Linked DNA regions of Anas platyrhynchos: region 1 is linked to region 2. A link is a contact called in public Hi-C data. All regions are on one chromosome and are shown on one strand. The core of a region is the stretch at or near the end of the contact, and the rest is flanking DNA. Distances in the headings are between cores, read along the strand shown.

Region 1 (2,847 bases), core at 300-2,799, 39 kb before region 2:
CTGTACATGTAGCCAGGATTACCCCATACCAGGTGGGGAATCTGGCACTCACTCTTGTTGAATTTCACAGTGCTAGTGATTTCTCAGTACTCTAATTTGTAGATACTTCTCTGCAATGCCTCTCTACCATTGAGGGATTTAAGAGCTCCTCCCAGTTTAGTGTCATCTGCAAACTCAGTGTGCCTTTGGCTTCACTTACAAAAACATTGCTAAGAACTGGCCCTAAAACAGAGCCCTGGGGGATGCCACTAACAAGTGGCCACAAGCCTGATGTAACCCCATTTACTTTAACTCTGAGCCCAACCTACCAGTCAATTCCTGACTCACTGCATTATGTAGGTTCACACTTCACATTAACCACAACAGCCCAGACTGGCTCCCTGGTGTTGTTTCACCTATGGACAGCTGCCTGCAACAAAGGAGATAGCCACCCAGCATTATCTCAGCCAGCAGTCAGTTTTATTTTAGTACAGCGAGTGCCACACTCACACAACTGAAGGTGAGCAACCAGGCTTCTCCTCACCCATCTCAGCCTCTTGATTACCCAGCCTTCGACCATGAGCAACCCTTGCTGGAACACCCACCCGGTAAGATGGCCTTACGCTGCAGACCTAAGGATTTATAAACGCTATTGCTCTTTTCTTGTTACTAACATAAAATCGAGAAGTAGGAGTACAAGAAAGCTCTGTGCTGCATCCCCAGGTGTAATTTTAAAGCCTGAAAGCAAGCCACAGGGCAGGCACACTAGTGGCCAGGCCATGCAGCCTCATTCCTCCTGAGCACCCAGGGGAGCTAACAGCACACTCCCCCGGCAGGCAGGGAGCCTCCTTCGGTGGGAGGACATCCTCTGCCTGCCGGGGGCAGGTGAGCTCCTCGTTTCCAAAACACAGTGGCGGAGCTTCAGGAGCTCCATCAGAGCTCGTGTGAGCCGGTCCCAGCTCCCACCCACCGAAGCGGGGCCACCATCAGGAAGCACTCGGCGGCATGACCTCCGGGCAGCGCGGGGAGGACGGGAGCAGCGTGCGAGCATTTCCTCCCCTCCAGAAAACCCAGGAAGCGCCCTAATTAGAGCGAGCACCAGCCTCACCGGGCTGAGCCGAAGCCCCACCCGGCATACCCAGGCGGCGGGGACAGGCTGCAGGCGGCTGCCCGGGGCTGGGAGGAGCCGCCCCGCTCCCAGCAGCCGCCCGCAGCCCGCCGCGGCTCCGTGCCCCCGCTGCTCGGCGGGGGGCTCCTGCTTCCCAGCCGGCGCCTGCCGCCCCACGACCGAAGCGGGGAGGAAGAGGAGGCCCGAAGCGCTGGCTGAAGGCAAAAATAAACAAAGAGGGGGAGGGAGAAGAAGGGGAACCCGCGCAGCGCTCGCCCCCAGCGACAGCCGCCGCCGCGCACTGGCGGTGATCCCCCGGCCGCCCCGCACTCACGTTGTCCAGCTCCGGCTGCCGCCTGGCCGCCATCTCGGCGCCCCGCCCCGCCTCGCCCCGCCGCCTTTAAGCGGCGCCCCACGCCTGGGCGCAGGGCCCGGCCCCTGGCACGCCCCGGGGAGGAGCCGCAGTGTCCCGGGCCCGGCCCCCGTCGTCCCATCCCCGGCTAAAAGCCGGTGAAGGGACAGGGACACAAGCCACATGGGGAGCGGCTGAAGGAACTGGGGTTGTTTAGACTGGGGAAGAGGAGGCTCAGGGCGCACCTCATTGCTCTCTGCACTTACCTGAAAGGAAGGTGTGGGGAGCTGGGGATCGGCCTCTTCTCACATAGGACTAGAGGGGGTGACCTCAAGTTGTGCCAGGGGAGGTTTGAGTTGGAAATGAGGAGACATTTCTTCTCAGAAAGAGCAGTCAGGCATTGGGACGGGTTGCCCATGGAGGTGGTGGACACCGTCCCTGGGGGTGTTCAAGGAAAGGCTGGACGTGGTGCTTAGGGACATGGTTTAGTGGGTGACATTGGTGGTAGGGTGATGGTTGGACCAGATGATCTTGGAGGGCTTTTCCAACCTTAATGGTTCTGTGACTAATGAGAGCGGGGCCAGAGGTGGTGCCCCCCGTGCCCTGGTGGCACTGCAGGAAGGGAAAGGCTGGTGGCACTGCGAGTGCAGGACACGCTTTTCCCCTGTTGGAACAGTTCTTCTTCCCTCACGGTGGATGTGTCTGATGAGAAGGGAATTTGCAGCGAACAGAATCTGGGATGTTAGTGAGAGCGGTGCCACAGGGTCAGAGCCCAGCCCTGCAGTTTGTTCCTGTACCCTTCTTGTCCCTAAGGGTGAAAAACAGCAGGTGTCCAGAAGAAGGCATGGGAATAAATGCAGCACGGCTTGCTGTGCAGAATGCTTGTGTTACAGGGACTTCCCGAGGAGGGGATCCTCTTAATTGTTTCTAGTGGATTTCTCTTCAGTGGATTTGCCCAGTTGCCCCTACAGACTGTACTTTAGCATAAGGACTTGGTGAATGATGTTTCCAGCATGGTTGTGAATCTTGTGAAGAAAAATATTTTCTTTAAAACCTGCCCTCTGCTAATTTCATTTTATAATTCTTTGTTCTTCCACACGGAAAGGCAATGGCCACTCATGGTATCTGTATTAATCTCATGGATCTCTGTCTTACTACTCTGTGCCAGCCTTTTGTATGCTGAGTACTCCTGGACTGTTTAGTTATTATTCATACAGAGGTTATCCCAGCTTTTGATAATCTTTGTTAGCTTCTCTGATCTTTTTCAGTTATATCCTTTCTGAAACGAAGGATCAGAATTGGCTGCAGTATTCATGTGTGTGAGTGATAGGAGTTTACAAAGTGGTGTGTTTATTATCTCTTGTGCTCTGCTCATCTGCTCATGTTTCCTAACCTTCTCTTTGCTTTA
Region 2 (3,021 bases), core at 166-2,665:
TTTGTTTTATGACTTGTATTAACATAACTGCTGCTCTTTGAAACTGATTTCATTTTAATGTCAGAACTGGAAATACGGAATATCTATAATTGGCAAGGATGTAACTCGCTGTCTTGAGTGTTTGTATGTTGCATTGTATTGTGATTGGATTCTCAGGCATTTCACACACAGAATCAAACAGAACTGTAGGGGTTGGAAGGGACCTCAAAAGATCATCGGGTCCAACCCCCCACAAAATTTGCTTTCCTAGGTTATTCTCTTTCCTAATGTTACTGATGTGTTTTTTCCTCTGCATGTTATAAAAATATTTTTTTTTCTTTTTTAAACAGCACACTGTTCATTTCTCTAGTCATAAGCTGGTTTGATTTTTTTTTTGGCTTATTTGTGTGCAAAACAGTGTTCTGAGAAATTTTTTGTTTATGCCGTGAAAAGAATACGATCTTGTTACCAAAACCTGCAATATATTCTTTAAATGCATAATTGTCAGGTATCAGTTTGAATTTAGGCAAGGATTCATGAAATACATCTCCAAGAAATTCCAGGAAATCTCAAAATAGTAAGATAAAAATCTTGTCTTAAGCATCTTCCTATTGCAGGTAGCACAGCACGCCAGGAGAATCTGTTACTGGAAAGATGAATGCAAAGATAAGAGCATGGGTTGGGTAAAAAAAAAAAAAAGCCCAATTACTAAATTATTGTATCAAATTGATTTAAACCAGCAGAGGAAAACCAACAACAACAAAAACTAATCAATTTAAATTTTACTTTGCATTGAACTTTGTTATTTATAAAGCAGGTCCAGCTGAAGCAGATTGCAGAGGGACCTGTCCACTGTATTTTGAGTATCTCTAAGGATGGAAATTCTGCAGCTTGTTGGGGTGACCTGTCCTGGAGCTTAATCACCCTTGTGGCTTAACAAACAAAAAGCCTAACTCCTTTTCTCTAATCAGACTTCCAAAACTTCTCACTTCTGTATTGCATCTTGTGCAATTGCTGTGCAACTTCAAGAACAGCCTGGTTCTGTTTTCTCTACCCTTCCATTAAACAGCTGTGGACACTAATAAGCTCTCCCCCTCCACCTTCTCTCCACCTTCTCTTTTATGGCTAAACAAATTCAGAGCCTCTCTTTGCAATACCACATGCTCCAGTCCCCTGATCGTCTTGGTGGCCCCTTCCTCTGGACTTGCTCCAGTAAGCTAGCGATCCTCCATTGTCACCTAGCAGGACAGATACTAAAGGCAGCTGTTGCGTAAAGCAGTGCCAACTTGTGCTTGTTACTTTGGGAGCTAGGGGCTGCCTGAAGTGGAACGTAGCACTGAATGTCGTGAAGTGGAAATGCTGTGAAGAGATGCCTGTAATAAGTCATCCAGCAGCTTTCTGGCAGGACAAACCCCCTTGTCTGGTGTGGAGGCACGCCAAGGCTGTGTGGAAGGCTGTCACAGCTCAGTACTCTGACCGGGTTCTTTAAGGTAGTCCATGTGAGAGGGGTTAATGAAAGGTCTTTAAGATACTTGGTGCTGCATCATGCTACTGATTTAGCAGACAGACAGCAGCATACTGAAATCAGAACAAAAGTACAATATAGCAACTGCAGTATACAGTTAGATCCCTGTACAAATGTGATTCCCATTACTGGTCTCCCTAACGTGCATACACAGCATGACAGGTTGCCCCAGTCACTAGGAAGGAATACAGGGGTTAAAGCCAGCTCGAGCCTATTACTTTCTTCAGAGGTCTTTTATTTTTCTTGGTTATGCAGATTTTATAATTACAGTTGGACTGAGTTACATGTATACTTCCCCTGCTTTGCCGGGCTGTTTAGCTGGGAAAGGGATTGCTCTCTACTAATTATCTCAAGGAAGGCTGTTTACATGACTTGATGACCTACTGGTACAGCTGTACTCTGAAAACAAAGGTTACCCCCACCTTGTGCTGAGATAAGTTCAGTTTGCTTAACAGCACTGGGTGGTCATTCCTTGCATTCTTTGCTGAACTCATTGCTCTTATCCATCTCCTCTGAGCCTTCTTCCATGGTAGAGGTTTGTTGGCTAGTCACACAAGCCCTGCTGTATCTCCCAGACTGTTGTAGATATGTTCCTTCTGAATCAATAGGTCACAAATAACTAGATGGATGCCTGCCTGTAAGAGCTGCTCCTCATCTCAGAACTCAATAGATTTGTATTTTGGTCACATGAGGTAAGTACATCCAGCCACATGAGGGTGAACTGGAAAAAAAGGAGGGACAATTGCTGCAGGCAACATCAGTGTACTCCAGCCCTCATCAGAATCCTGGCAGGTATCTGAAGGGCCACGAGAGAGGGCAGCAGCCTCAAAAACAGGTTGATAACATAAATGGGTTACTTTGAAGTACTTGAATACTCCAGTGAAAATAGGGACCAAAGTTTTGGGCCTTAAGTGGATCTCTCTTGAATACGCAGGATACCACACGCGACCTGATCAAAGTCCTTGTTATCTCAGTGGAATTGGAAAAGTGGTTGTAGTGCCACGTACACATAGCCTTGGGAACAGGAGTGTTTCTGCAGAAAGGAGAATCAGGAGATAATCAGGAAAGTCATCAGAAGCTTATAAGGGTTAAATGATATGCTCTAGGAAATCTAGCAGTCATTCCAAGATTCATCACTACTACTTTGATGCAAAGAAGAGAATACGTGATTTCTTATTTGCCATCTGTAATAATAATCTATTCAGTTTTTCTGATTATAAAAACAACCACTATGACAAGATTTTTTTTCATAGAACAAGCCATTGGAAAGGATTTTTTTCCCTTTGCATTTCTTGCAGTAGGAAGCAATATGCATATTGAAGTATGTTTTGACTTTTACAGGAAAGTTAGGGTACCCCCTACTGGCTATTTTTGGAAATAAAGCTGAGCTATAACCTACTACTTCAGAGTGAGCAACAGCTGAGTTTAATCCATGCTGCAATTTTAATATATTTTTAGTATGTTTTAGAGGAGTGATCCCCCCCCCCCCCCCGGTAGCTTGGTAGCCTTCAGTAGAG

The links. A called contact is a pair of places that touch in the nucleus more often than the background predicts.
Region 1: a contact with region 2 is called in a Hi-C map of F1 follicle, with 2.2 times the contacts expected there. The contact joins the promoter of TMEM192 here to the enhancer-like site in region 2. A contact is called at or near these places in 4 of 8 Hi-C or Micro-C datasets (F1 follicle, liver, skeletal muscle and 1 more).

What each region holds. Positions count from the first base shown.
Region 1 is chr4:30,974,317-30,977,163 of IASCAAS_PekinDuck_T2T, reverse strand. TMEM192 (transmembrane protein 192) reads right to left here and starts at 1,549. Exons shown (of 5, transcript XM_027456463.3): 1 at 1,422-1,549. The coding sequence starts at 1,454.
Region 2 is chr4:30,934,900-30,937,920 of IASCAAS_PekinDuck_T2T, reverse strand. The region is part of intron 4 of KLHL2 (kelch like family member 2); the gene reads left to right. Among named protein-coding and RNA genes, the nearest start is that of MSMO1, 28 kb to the right of the region's middle. Within about 2 kb of position 1,415, at least 2 of the 8 cell types and tissues checked have an H3K27ac peak or open chromatin away from gene starts, as enhancers often do. A contact at or near this core is called in F1 follicle, where this site is marked.